2 separate regions of the Zea mays genome follow, and region 2 is linked to region 1. A link is a contact called in public Hi-C data. All regions are on one chromosome and are shown on one strand. Each heading gives the region's core, a stretch centred on a gene start, on an enhancer-like site or on the middle of the called end of the contact. The rest is flanking DNA. Distances are from core to core; before and after follow the strand shown.

Region 1 (7,098 bases), core at 3,159-5,658:
CCACTAACTCCATTTTGGTGATCATTGTAGCATTGTTTCCCTCATGTGAGATCTTGAGGGTGTCCCAAATTTGCTTGGCGTTGTCCAAGCCACTTACTTTATTGTATTCATCCCTGCAAAGCGAAGCTAACAAGATAGTAGTAGCTTGGGCATTCTTATGAATTTGTTCATTAATGAATACAGGGTTATCAGTGCTATCAAAATGCATCCCATTTTCCACTATTTCCCAAATGCTAGGATGGAGAGAAAATAGATGACTACGCATTTTATGACTCCAAAATGAGTAGTCTTCTCCATCAAAGTGTGGAGGTTTTCCTAGTGGAATAGAGAGTAAATGTGCATTCGAATTGTATGGCATGCGAGAATAGTCAAAAGAGTAATTTTGATTAACCGTTTTCTTCTTTGAAGAGGAGTCGTCGTTGTCGTGTGGTGAAGAAGACAAGGCATCACTGTCGTAGTAGATGATCTTCTTGATGCGCCTCTTCTTCTTTTCGTCTCTTTTCTTATGACTCGAGCCTGAGTCGGTTGGCTTGTCGTCTCTAGGCTCGTTGAGGAAGGACTCCTTTTCCTTGTCGTCCACCATCCCTTTTCCATTAGGATCCACCTCTTCGGGCGATTAGTCCCTTACGTGATGAGAACGGCTATGATACCAATTGAGAGCACCTAGAGGGGGTGAATAGGTGATCCTGTAAAATTCAACACTAATAGCCACAAAACTTAGTTATGAAAGTTAGAATGGCTAAGTAGCTTGAAACGAGCTCTTGTGAACACAGACAATCAAAGAGAAAGCACACAAGATACACGCAATTTTATCCCGTGGTTCGGCCAAGTAACACTTGCCTACTTCCACGTTGTGGCGTCCTAATGGACGAGGGTTGCACTCAACCCCTTTCAAGTGATCCTATGATCAACTTGAATACCACGGTTTTTCCTTTCTTAGTCTTTCTCCCGTTTGCGTGGAATCTCCACAACTTGGAGCCTCTCGCCCTTACAATGATGATCACAAAAGAAGCACAGAAGTAAGGGAGGGAGAGCAACACACACAAGACTCAAATCCACAGCACAATCACGCACACAAGTCACAACTTGAGCCCAAAACACAACGCGCGGAGTTCACAACTCAAATGGAACTCAAGTCACTATCTTAGATAATCGAATGCATAAAGTTGGAGTCTTGGAGTCTTAGAATGTTTCTTGTAAGCTTAGGTAGCTCCTCCATGCGCCTAGGGGTCCCTTTTATAGCCCCAAGGTAGCTAGGAGCCGTTGGAGGCAAACAAGGAAGGCCATCCTTGCCTTCTGTCGAGTGGCGCATCAGACAGTCCGGTGCGCCACCGGACAGTCATTGTAGACGGTCCGGTGCCGATCTCCTTCCTTTTCTGGCGCAGATGACCGTTGCAGCTCCGGGGCAGTTGGCGCACCGGACACTGTCCGGTGCACACCGGACAGTCTGGTGCCCCATGCCGACCGTTAGCGCGGGCCACGCGTCGCCCACGGATTGCGCGGCCGACCGTTGCGCTGGCGACCGTTGGCTCACCGGGCAGTCTGGTGCCCCCTGCCGACCGTTGGCATGGGCCACGCGTCGCCCGCAGATTGCGCGGCCGACCGTTGCGCTAGCGACCGTTGGCTCACAGGACAGTCTGATGCACCACCGGACAGTCCGGTGAATTATAGCCATACGCTGCAGAACATTTCTCGAGAGCGACCTTTTCACCGGAGTCCAGTCTGGCGCACCGGACACTGTCTGGTGCACCACCGGATAGTCCGGTGTGCCAGACTGAGCTGAGCTTCGGCTGCACACAGCCAGTCTTTTGCAATCTTTTCTTTTTCTTCTTTTCTCTGTTTCTAACACTTAGATAACTTCATTAGTATTCAAAAACAAATGTACTAAGTCTAGAAACATACCTCATGTCTTGATTTGCACTTTTTCAATCTTTGGCACATTTAGAACTTAGAGAATATGTGTTGGGCACTTAATCACCGAAACATTATAGAGATGGCCCGAAGGCACATTTCCCTTTCAATCTCCCCCTTTTTGGTGATTTATGCCAACACAACCATAAGCAACCGAAAGAAGTGCAATATCAATGCAATAGAATACCAAATTGCTTTTGACTATAATTTGGCATATTTGGATCATTCTTTGCCACCACTTGGTTTGTTTTTGCAAATCAAATTCATTTTCCTATCTCCAAGTCAAACTCACCTGTTTGGGCATAAAGAGAGATAATCCAAGAGTGAAATTGATCAAGTGCCAAAAACTCCCCCTTTTTTCCCATAATCATAAATTCTCCACCACAAGAGACTAAATTTTGTAATAAGAGCATTTTGGACAAATCAAAAGTGCTAACTCTATTGTTTTCAAAATATGTGTTGGGCACTTAATCACCGAAACATTATAGAAATGGCCCAAAGGCACATTTCCTTTTCAATTATTACATGCCCGAGGTAGAGTCAAAGTGCTAACTTATTACATAACTTGGGAGGATGTCATCTTCGCACAAGAACATATACAAACGAAACATAAGTAAAAGGTATCCATGGTGAGCCTAATAGACTTCAAATGTGTTAAGAATCTCTCCTGCAACAACATACGGAATGAAACCCTGAGTACGCAATTACTCAGCAAGACTGACCCGACTAAAGAAAAGACTATCAAGGATATGCTAACTAATTTGGAAATCAAGGTAAAGGTCATCAATGTTCAATGACTCAAGTTTTGCATAAGAGCTTACTATCACTTGATCCTTAGGCTAGCTTTTACTTTTCAAGTTAAGATATTACCTGTGTCTAGATTATCCTATTCTAGCTCATTCACTTGGCCTAATCTAGCTTTCTTTTACATAAAACAAACTAGTTTTACTCCTTATCTACGATGATGGTTAGTGATCCAGTCTTCATATCCGAGAAGTAACAGTGATCTAGATGGATTAATACCCAGATGGGGATCTCCAACCGCACGACATATGTAGCACTTAACCCTTGCATATGTCAACTCGCACCTGGGTTTCTCAAGACCATAATGGGTTCCCACCAACCAAGAGCACAATACATCACCAGCCAGCCTTTTGCTAGGTGGATACATGATACTCTCACCATCTCTCTGTTCTTTCTGGTATTGGTCCGGTCGAGGCTAAGCTTACCCATGATGAGGCATGTGGCCAATTAAAAGGTCCTAGATCATGCAAGCCAACAATCATTACGGTCCTTAAACGACACAGACGGGCAACCTTTCCTGCTCAACGTCTGGTCTCATTTTAAACAATTCTTTAAAACTTGTACTTGTCAGAGGTACCCTGCTTGAATGATTAAGTCGTCAAGGCCTTTGCTCCAAGCCCATTTTCTTTGTAAAAACCACGATTCATTCATCAAAACATTTTGTTCCTAATCTATAGGCATACTAAGAATATTTAGCTTTGTAAATCAGGTATCAATAATGATAATCAATAGTTCAAGGAAAGTTATGCAACAAAGGCTTAATCATTAAACTCCTATCACCTAATACATCATATAAGTGATAAAAGTTTTGAAATCACAAGGAACTTGTTAAATGCACTGGGGCTTGCCTTGATGAGGAGGAGAATCAGACTCTTCTACCAGTATATTGTAGTTAGCAGCAAAACCCACTAGAGCACCTTCAGGAGGAACTTCAGATGGAGAAGCTTCAGATTGAGGAACTAGTTCCTCTTCCGATTCCACTTCAACTTCTTCTTCTAAGTGTTCTACAAGTCAATTACAATACATGAATGCCTATGTAATGATATGCAATGCAAACTCTCACAAGGGAGAGGTGGGGAACATAAACACCACAAAACAACGCATATGACAAGTATACATATACTCTTACATAACATAAAACCTGAGGAAAGTGACCAAACTGAACTTATTTAGACAAACCAAAGGGTCACACATACTTAAATTCACTGATCTTGCTACCCAACAAATTTATATGGTCCAACTTCTTCTAGACATACATTAACACTAAATTTGTGGATTTAATATTTCTCTTTTTAGCTATTTCAAGGTTTTCTGGGCAAACCAACTCCAAACAGGTTCCAATTTTTTACCAAGTGCTAATATAGTGATACATAGTTTTTCCACAAATTTTCATATTTTTTGGTGCTCTTCTTTTATTTCTAAAATTCATTTAAGCCTTTCAAGAGCACTTTTTAATTATCTAAAATTTACTCTCTGCTGTAGAAATTCTAAAAATAACTTTAGCAGAAACTACAAAATTTTGTGGACCCTAAAAATTTGGTTTCACATTTTTTTTGCATTTTCTACAGTTTTTAGTGGATTTTACAACTTACTAGTAAAAAGAAAAGGAAAATCTATCAACAGTGCTAGGCCGAAAGCTACTGGTTCAACCCACGGACGCACCGAAAATCAGCCCCGTGCCGCAGCCCGCGCCCACGGTACACGCTTTGCATAAACCTCCTTGCCGAATCAACTAACTAATTAAGAGCCCCGAGCACTATTCCCGCGTCTCTCTGACACTGCACCAAAACCTAGGGATGACAATTTGACCCATAGATTTGAATATCGATCAGATATCCGACCTGACGGAGCCAGATATGGATACATGTTTTGACCCGTGGGTCAGACCTGAATCTGACCCGAAGTCGGACGAGCACGGATTATGATATTACCTTCTACCCGCGGGTTATCCGTTGGATATCCAAAATTGACCCATAGTGTATTTTTTTGGCCTAGCACATATTACATAGCAAATAACAAATCCTAACACCATAAACCCCACCACGCCTAATACTCCCAATTTCCAACTGTTGGCTACCCCTTACAGTCTTGCTGGCTTCCTGTGTTGTGCCCCGTGGCCCTTCTAAGTCTCATAGACCGTAGCACCACTAACGGTTGGCCCTTCCAAGCTCTAGTGCTCCTAACTGAGGCCCGCAAGCCCATAATAATTCTTTTTATTAAGTTTTAATTGTGTATGATGATGAATTGAGAAGAAATTTGACTAATTATGCTATTGAATTGTTGAATAAATGATTGTGTCTGCCATATCCGACGGATATCCAAAACCCGTCCGAAATTCGATGGGCACAGGCATGGATATAAATATCTACCCGCGGGTACGATCGCGGGCAGATATTGGTTGCAACCATGAATATGGTTGCAGACGGATATTTGCAATACGATAGAGTTCAACCTAAAGCTACAACGAGCATCAGTATCCATCTAGCACACGGTGCTCACATGGTTTGGCTCGGAGAAACTATGGTTCAGCTGATCGAAGTGAAGATGGCCCGCGGCGGCGTTCTAGACAAAACTCGACAGCGTTTTGGTCGGGGTACCACGGTAGCATTCAAAAGGACAACATCGTGGGCATCACCATCACACATGGGTTATGAAATGTGAACAAACCGAGCATATTACCTTCCAGGGGAAGCTGGCCACGATGAGTCGAGGGATTTGTTGATGTGGTCACCACTGCCAGGGCTCACTTTGTGTTCAAGCTTTCACAGGGAATTAGAGGGGTGGAGAGGGCTTGAGGACCTGACCTAGACGTACGTGAAGGGCATGGCACGGTGAGAGTAGAAAATTAACAAAGGCCTAGGGAGCTCGGGTTGGTGTCTTAAGTTACAATGGCAAGGAGTCACAATGGTTGGGGCTGTTGGGGTTTTTACTGGGGTTAACACAGAGACAAACAACGGCCGGGGTGCTCCACATACTCTCTGCATGTCCACCACGCCAAGAAAGACACAAAGGAAAAAAGTTGAAGCTCCCTTGCTGCATGTTGGACATCAAGGCAGCAGCTAACTAGCTGAGTCAGCTAGGAAATGGACTTTTACACCTCCTCAAGTTCATCCCAAGTGGTGTGAAGCAATGGCAGGTGACACCCTCTTCTACACCAGCCCCTTTGCATGCCACACACCCAGCACTTCCTAGATTAGTTAGTGGATGGAGATATTTCCAGGTTTTTGGACTGCTCAGAACTTGTTCAGTTCACTACAGAGCCAAGTTCCTTCCCCCTTTCTCCCATTTTCCATATAAGAACAGACCTATCTTACTTAAGCAACATTGTGCACCAACTATAGGTCTTAAACTTTACTATAGTCTTCCAGGGCTAATTACACAAGAATCACAGGTTAGGAGGCCTCAAAGTCAACCCCAATTTACAGAGACCATATTCAGTGATCTAAAACTAAATCAGACTCAGTCTGATAGTTCCACTTTTTGGTGTAGTCTTTTCTTCACTTTTTGTGTGGAATCAAACTAAACTTACTTAAAGGGACTTTCTCATTAACATATAATCTTAAAACTTGCTATAAAGATCCCAGTCCAAAACCATCTAGAACAGGCACCACACAGCTCCAAAGTTGAGCCAAACACTGAAACTCGATTTCAGTTACTATTCACTGTCTAACACTCTAACAGTCTGTCAACCCATCTTCTAGCACCTTTTGCTCCATTTTTTTATATAGCACCAAGCCAATCTTCCTTGAACAAACTTGTACCCTAATAGATACTCTTCAACTTTGTTGCAAGGAGTATGGCTTAATGCCTCACAGATAAAGCACAAAAGGGTTCCCAAATTGGACCAAACACACAAATTCAGAATCTGAATTTGCACTAAGTCTGGAATCCAGAATTAAAACTTGAATCTTTGGAACAGTTTTGCTACCAGTTTCAAATGACTTTAAGGGTATGTACCTTAAGTAAACTTATACACTAAAATGTGATCTCAACTTTGTTACAATACCCCAAGTCCAGAACTGTATAGATTAGCCACTAACAAGCCTCCAAAGTTGCTTCACACTGCAAAAACTCGAGTTCTGAACTGTCACTAAGTCAGAATTTCAGGATTAAACATTCCACTTTGGAGCAAGGTTTACAAACAATTCCATATGGTTTTAGGGCTGAGTAACTTAATCAAGTTTATGCACCTAGTATAGCTCTACAGCTTTGCTACAATGACCGCTTTCAAACTGTCTATAAATCAGAAGTTACAAAGGTCCCCAAGGTAGCTAATTGCTAATGTTTTTCAGAATTCAAAACCCTATGTCAAGAATTGGTTTCAAGTGTTTCTCCACTTTTTACTATAAAACTTAGAAATCTCCACACATGAAACTTGTTTGG
Region 2 (7,321 bases), core at 3,883-6,382, 310 kb before region 1:
CTTTGCACCATTCACAGAAGTGACTGAACAAGGACCCCAAACATCTGAATGTATTAGAATAAACGGTTCACAACTACGAAGACCAACACTAGGATAGGTAGATCTAGTATGTTTGCCAAGTTCACATGCATCACATACAAGTCTACTTTTGTCCACTCCCTTAAACATCATGGGATACAGCCGACTTAAGTTCTCAAAAGATATATGTCCTAACCGACGATGATGTAGTAGAATCTCCTTGCCATCCCCCTCAACAGTTGCTTTCAATGCTGACTCCTCATGACTGATGAACCATAACCCATTATGCCTGACTCCAGTCCCAATCTTTCTCCCAGTACTCTTCTCCTGAATGACACAAGAATTCTCATCAAATATTACTGTGCACTTGAATTGGTCAATGATTGAACTTACAGAAAGGAGATTGACTGGAAAAGATGGAACATGCAAAACTGATGACAAGCTAAGAGATGGTGTACACTCAACAGATCCTATACCACGGATTTGTTGAGATGTACCATCAACAATTTGAACTGACTCAGAATGTGTGTAAGGAATATATGTTTTGAAAGGGGTGGACATGCCAGTCACATGCTTTGATGCTCCTGAATCTATGATCCAATCTATGTGATGCCTACATGAGGATGCAAAAGTTTGTGCCTGAGTACCTTCGCCCATGTGGGCGTAGTTGTCAAAGTTACCGAAGGAGTTGGTGGCTTGCCCATCAGGTGAAGTGAGGCACTCGGAAGACTTGCCCTTCTGCCACTGCTCCCATTGCTTAGCTTGTTCCCTAGACAGAGTAATAGAGAGACTCTCTTCAGCGGTAGCTATGTTGGCCCTGGAGCCACCACAGCCTCTACCACGACCTCCGCGACCTCTTCCATAGCTCCCACGACCACGATTACCACCTTGTCCTCCACGAGATCCTCCCCTGCCACCATTTCCTCTAGGATTGGGACAATTGTAACTTAGGTGTCCCCTTTCCCCACAATTATAGCATTCTCTATCCTCAATTGCAACGTATGCTGGCTTCACATGATTACCACTACTCATCACTCAAAGTATGCTCTCTTCATCTATCATGGCAAACACAACCTCATCCATGGTAGGAAGACTCTCCTGGTGACAAAAGGCTGCTCTCCTGCTCTCAAACTCAGAATCCAGATTCTTTAGAAAGTGGGTCACTCTCCTATCCTCTACCCACTTATGAACCATTTGTGCATCCTGTGGGCAAACCATTTGGAGAGGAGCATAATGATCCAGCTCTCCCCATAAGTGCTGGAGCTCACTAGCATATTGTTCCACTGGTCTCCCCATCTGCTTTACTGCATCTGCCTTGTTCTGAATTTCCATCATCACCATCACATTCCCCTTTCGAGAATATATATTACTCAAGGTGTTCCAGATTTGTGATGCAGTACGCATGGCTTCCACCCTCTTGCTAACAGTGGGAGACATGGATGCCAGTAACCATGCAACTATCACAGAGTTTGTCTCCTGCCAGATTCTCCATTCTGCGTCGAGCTTATCAATCGGCTCAACACATGTCTCCTCCAAATAATGCTCCACTCCCTTGCCTCCTAGGAGTACACGCACTCTTCTAGACCAGCTTAGATAATTCTTACTACCTTCTAGCTTCACATCATTAGGCACAAGTTCCAACTTCAACTCAGATGTACCTATATTTGCCCTAGCACCAATCAACCCTAACCCCATGAGCTCCTGGATGATACTTCTCATTTCACTCATCATCTCACTCTTTGTAATCCCTCCTGAACCACTACCATCAATTTCTGTCTTCTTCGCAGCCTCCTCTGTACTCATTTTTACAGAAGCACAGAGTCACACACTCGACTCCTTTCTCGCAGCCTCTCGAGCTCTCCACTCAGACCGCAGCCTCTCGAGCTCTCTACTCCACTCGTAGATCTCGTCCTCCTCTCCTCCTTTCCTCCTGTTTCAGCCTCCGTGTAGACAGGATGCAGACGCAAGTTAGCAGCAGCTCGTTCGTCGGAGTGGCGATGCGTGGAGGTGGCAGGGCGCTGCGGTTGGCGACTCGATGCGGTCTGCTGCTGGTGACCGCGCGACTGTGCCTAGCCGGCCCATGCGGAGACGGTGAGCCGCTGCTCTTCGCTCTCGTCACTCCCTTTGCCTTCTATGCGGTGGGGCCGGCTGCGCGCGTCGGGAGCGGCGCAGGCGACGTGGCGGTGCACGCGCTTTGGGAGGAGGCGGCGCACGTCGGGGCCAGCAACGGCGTGGGCTGCGCGCGTCGGGGCGCGGGCTGTGGGAGCGGCGGCGGGCTGCGGGAGTGGAGAAACCTAGCTCTGTATACTATGTAGTTTTTCTGGTGTGTGTTACTTTCACAGCACCTTTTCCCCTCCATTATACTTCACTACTTTACAAATAGACCTTTACATTTGTTCATAATTACACCAACAACCATCATGCGCTCACTGAGAACATCCTTCAGCTTGAATAGACCACTTTGCAACGTACCGATGCAACACAAACGACAATGATTGTTTTTAACATTGTTTCCAGTTATATGCACACTCGGGACATAGTTTACGAGCATAATGCCTATCGTCTGTTCCTAGTGAAGGATGGACGGGAGAAGTCAGAGATTGAAGAAATAGAAGATATGAAGAAGACTCAATCCAACTTTATTGGAGTGCCAAAACATCTCAAGTTTGACTTCTAACAACAACAACAACAAAACTGAAAAAAATGCTAAAGTGTTTCCGCACATACATGAAAATCTCATTTGTCTACACAAGAAACCAAGAACTTCGTGTAACAAAAACATTAGTAAAAATGTTGATCACAAAATTACGATGCCCAATCACGATGCATACAAATGTGCTAGCTCTGAGAAGGTAAATTAATGAAGCAGGAATGTGGGCACAAATTCATAGCGAGAAACATCTCAGGAACTTTGTGATTTTCCTTCTTTCTCTGTCTTTCCTGTCACCGTTTGCAGCTGTTGTATCATGATTCGGCGTAGACGACGGTGGTGTCGGGTTGTTGGATCTGCTGCTGCTGCTGTTGTTGTTAACAGGGGAAGGTGACAGCGGTGGCGTTGGGTCAGCAGTCGTCACCTCTTTGCCGTCGCAGATGATCTTGACTTCGCAGTAGAGAGGTGCGCCCTTGTGTACCTGTCCTGCTATCGTGGTTCCTTTCTTCAGCTTCCTGCATGTGTCCATTTTGAAAGCCAGTTTCGTGTGTTCTGTTTACTTGAAAGCCAGCTGGTAGACCTTACCGCACATTTGACTTTGAGACGCCTAGTACCAGTTGACTTATGCGAAGAACAGGAACAAGCTCGATGATCGCGTTAGCAATCTGATCACTTTCGATGAGGTAGACGTCAACGGTAACCTGCGTATGGGAAGAGAACAGGAACAAGTTCGAGTGTTGAGTTTTTTCTCTTCTTCTTCTCCAACTCAAAGCAAGAGCTTGAGAAACAAGAACTGGTCCGGCTGCTGCTTACCTGAATCTCGCGGCACTGGTCCAAGAATTTCTGCAGCATGTCTCGCCTCTTCGATCTCTCTTGGTTCAGGTACGTTTCGATCTGCTCCGGGCTTGCTTGGCTCTTAGGCATCATTCCTACTATTTCAGAAACCGAGACGACGGTGTCAGGTTCGTTAATACGGATTTATTACCTTTTAGGCTTGTTCGGTTAATCCAGTTACCCATGAATTTGATGAAATTGGAAAAAATTAAGAATAAATTTGACTTGGTTGGGATTTAAACTCACACAATCTCACTCAATCCATATGGATTGAGAGCTAACCGAACAAACCCTTAAACTGAATGTTGCTTAAATATATATAGTCAGACGCAGCATATGGGCAGTAAGTAACACATTCAGAAACCTGCTTTTTTTTTTCTTTGGCATTCCAGTATTCCTGTACGCTGTATATATATGGTCCACGAATCTCGTTGGCACTCGCTGTCAGGATCTCAAATAATGAATGCATATTATCTTTATTCCGAGTGCTTCACCCAGGTGAGGTGAGGTCTGATGGAACCGCCCACAGGACAGGACTCTGATTAAAACCCAAGTGTTTCGATGGAAACAGCTTGATTAGAAGTAGAACCCAATAATTTCACGGGATGATCAAACAGATCCCATTATTACTACTGGTTTGCCAAAGAAAACATAGAAAGAAAAATACTCCTACAATTAGGAGCCACAGGACCTACCTAACACCATGCTGATATGATGTGTGGCTTTGTTCGCGTCTCCGACGACTCCTAGGCTAGCTAGGCTACGAGGTCAGCATCAACGGCTTGGAATTTTGCTGTTGCAGATCTGCGACGGGGCTAAACCCAATGTAATTTACAAAAGCCTCCATGAAGAAAATTCCGGCTTTAATTTGTGAGGACGACACCTTTGAAAGTTTCAACCACGCGAGCAAAAAAAAAAACTAGTCCGGACGTGAGGCCACATCTTTTATCGCTTGGAAACAAGGCTTCGTTTGCAAATTACAGCGTTAGTTGTTTCGATGTTGAGGTTGGGCTTGAGGAAACATTGGGCTAGAATTTCGGATCGAGGAAGCAGTTTGATCTGGATCCCCAGTCAGGGAACACTACTGATCAGTACACGCAACAATCTGAATTATTCTAGTGATGAAGTTATAATCATCAATCGTAAATCAGTAGTACGACATGTTATTTAGTAGAAGAAACGAAGATGATGAGGCAGAAGCAGAAGAGGGGAGAGAGACCAAGCAGTAGTAGGCTCACATGGGGTGGGTATGCTGGTGACGACGGGGAAGACGTGGACGAGGTAGACGAAGCTGCGCGGCTTGGCGAGGCGGCGCAGCGCCCAGGACAGAGCCGCCATGCTGGAGCCGCCGCTGCCGACCGCCACGTACACGTCGTCGGCGACCGGGACGCTCCGCGGCGGTCTTCCGTCATCCGGCTCCAGCTCCTCTATCTCCCACGTGCTGCTGCCGCCGCCGCCAACACCGTTGGTGTGGCTCGGCAGGCTACCGGCGTCCTGGTCGACGCCACCGCCACCGGCCTCTGCCATGCACGCGCGCGCGCCTTGGATTAACCCGGCCGCCGGGCCCTGGCCAGGTGAGGACGTGAGGTAGAGGGATGTGAAGACGATCGAGCAGGAGCAGGAGTCGTCGTCTGGCGCGTGGTGCCGGTGTGTGTACGGCCGTGCTGGACGAAGATATATATATTTGGTCGTCTGGGGCTCTGGGCTGGGATGTTATTCTTGTGATATTTTCGAGGTATATACTGTTGTTCTTGTTCGGTCGCTGGGTCCTGCAGCTAGCAAAGGTTTGTACACAAATTCTGCTGGCTGCGCTGGTAATGTGTTCATCTGTGAAATGGTAATCTGATCCTACTGATATTATGATGAGCAACTTCAAAAGAACACTAAAAATTTATTTCCTAAAGCGTTTTATTGAGGTTGTTGTTAAAAAATTCCTAAAAAAACTGAACCTACAACAGACTGCTCATAAACAATCCCTAAGACTACCTTCAGCAACAATCCCTAAGACTACCTTCAGCAGCTTACTCATACTCATATTCAAACAAACTCTGCGAACAGTACACTCTATAGTGCAGATCATACTTTTGAAACAACTAGTATCCGATCTTTACTAGCAAGGCCAGCTTGCCTAGGCACAAGCACAACACACTTGTAACAGATTGGGCGATTGTCCTCCATCTCCACCGTACCAAAAGATGTCCTCGCTCATGCAGTTGATGACTGGTACAAAGAAATGGATGGTTTATTAGTTCTGACGCTGGGGCACGTAGAATATATATATAGGAACATCGCCCATTGTGTTAAGAATAGTAATAGTAATGCATGCACATATATATATTTACACATAGATGATGATGATTGATTGATTGTGCAAGGCGTGGACCGGGAGTGGAATATGCTCGCGGATCAGGCTGTGGCATGGCACCACACGGCATCGTTGAACCGTTCGCCGGACACCTCGCCGAGGCAGCCTGCGTAGCATACCTGGGCTGTATTCTTAGCCAACGCACCAATGGGCTGTGTTGTGTTTCTGGATGAGGCCCTGGCGGGACCTACTTCTTGTTTGTTCGGGGTCGGTACAGGCCCAATGGGCTCTGAGGAGTGGGCTTGTTCTATACGCGTTGTACTACACAGACCGCTAGCTTTTGGGCCCTCTCCAGCCTCCTATGTGCCCGCCCTTGGGACAGACTTGCGCGGCATTCTTGTCCTAGCTGCTATATTTATGATAAAAGCCAATTACTAAACCTCTTTATCCTACGTACGTCTAGACCATTACAGTTATCGTTAGCATAAAAAAATGAGCGTCGTTATAGTTAGTAATTCAGAATTTTTACAATGTGGCTTTTGATGTGCTTTGTTACATTAAAAAATACTCAATGACAAAACATGATTTTCACAAAAAAAATTTTGCTCAGTTTTTAGGAATTATTTGATCAACCTAAAAATTCGTACAAGATTCGAAATTGAGCGTTTTTTGTCCTTTTAAGTTGCGATCAAACTAAAATAGCTATGTGGATGTTCTTGACGGATACGGGATCCTCTTATTTTACCTTTCTAATGCTTATTTTTAGGTAAAGTTTATAGCAACTGATTTTAAAGTTTTGAATTTTAAACTTTTTTCTCTTCTCGGCTCGCATGTCAGCCTCTGCGTGTCGCTTCATGTTGTCCTAGGCCCTATAGCGAGGTGTCGGACGCCCCCCCTTCCCTTCCTCTCTTCTAGTTGGCCACCCATGGTGGTGCTCACCACCCGTGCGGATACTATGACACCGGTCACAGTGAATTCACGCTCGTGCTCGTGTTCTCGCTTCTCCTCACATATATAACGCTTCATCGGTCCCTACATCCCTACTCCTAACCATATTTGCTGCAACTCGCCATTGCCACCATTAATTGGAGCTTTACGTCGTCTGCTATGATTCAACCTTCTCACCGCTCCTCCCTCCAATCTGCCAGACTGCCACTTTCTAAGCTTCCTCTTTGAAAGGGAAATAGGGTTAACATTTTTCTACAATTAATTTTGGTGGTTAAATGTCCAACACAAACATATGGACTAACTAGTTTGCTCTAGAATACATGTTTTACAGGTGCATAAGGTTCAATACAAACCAATAAATATTCAAGTTAGGGACCCAATTCAAAAAGAGCAAAAAGGACTTGAGTGTGCTGTGGACAGGCGCACCGGACTGTCCGGTGTGCCACCAGACAGTGTCCGGTGCACCATGTCCTTACGAAGATGAACCAGCCACTCTCGGAAAACTGAGCCACGCAACGCTATAATTCACCGGGCTGTCCGGTGTGCCACTGGATTGTCCGGTGTGC

The links. A called contact is a pair of places that touch in the nucleus more often than the background predicts.
Region 2: a contact with region 1 is called in a Hi-C map of ear, with 2.2 times the contacts expected there. The contact joins the promoter of LOC100194230 here to the enhancer-like site in region 1. A contact is called at or near these places in 2 of 25 Hi-C or Micro-C datasets (ear and leaf mesophyll).

What each region holds. Positions count from the first base shown.
Region 1 is chr6:130,557,926-130,565,023 of Zm-B73-REFERENCE-NAM-5.0, reverse strand. No RefSeq gene overlaps it. Among protein-coding and RNA genes, the nearest start is that of LOC103631385, 66 kb to the right of the region's middle. Within about 2 kb of position 4,408, at least 7 of the 20 cell types and tissues checked have an H3K27ac peak or open chromatin away from gene starts, as enhancers often do. A contact at or near this core is called in ear and leaf mesophyll, where this site is marked.
Region 2 is chr6:130,864,250-130,871,570 of Zm-B73-REFERENCE-NAM-5.0, reverse strand. It overlaps LOC100194230 (Adenine nucleotide alpha hydrolase-like superfamily protein), which reads right to left and starts at 5,132. Exons shown (of 4, transcript NM_001359434.1): 1 at 4,741-5,132; 2 at 3,482-3,600; 3 at 3,254-3,369; 4 at 2,715-3,183. The coding sequence starts at 5,029. The coding sequence ends at 2,904.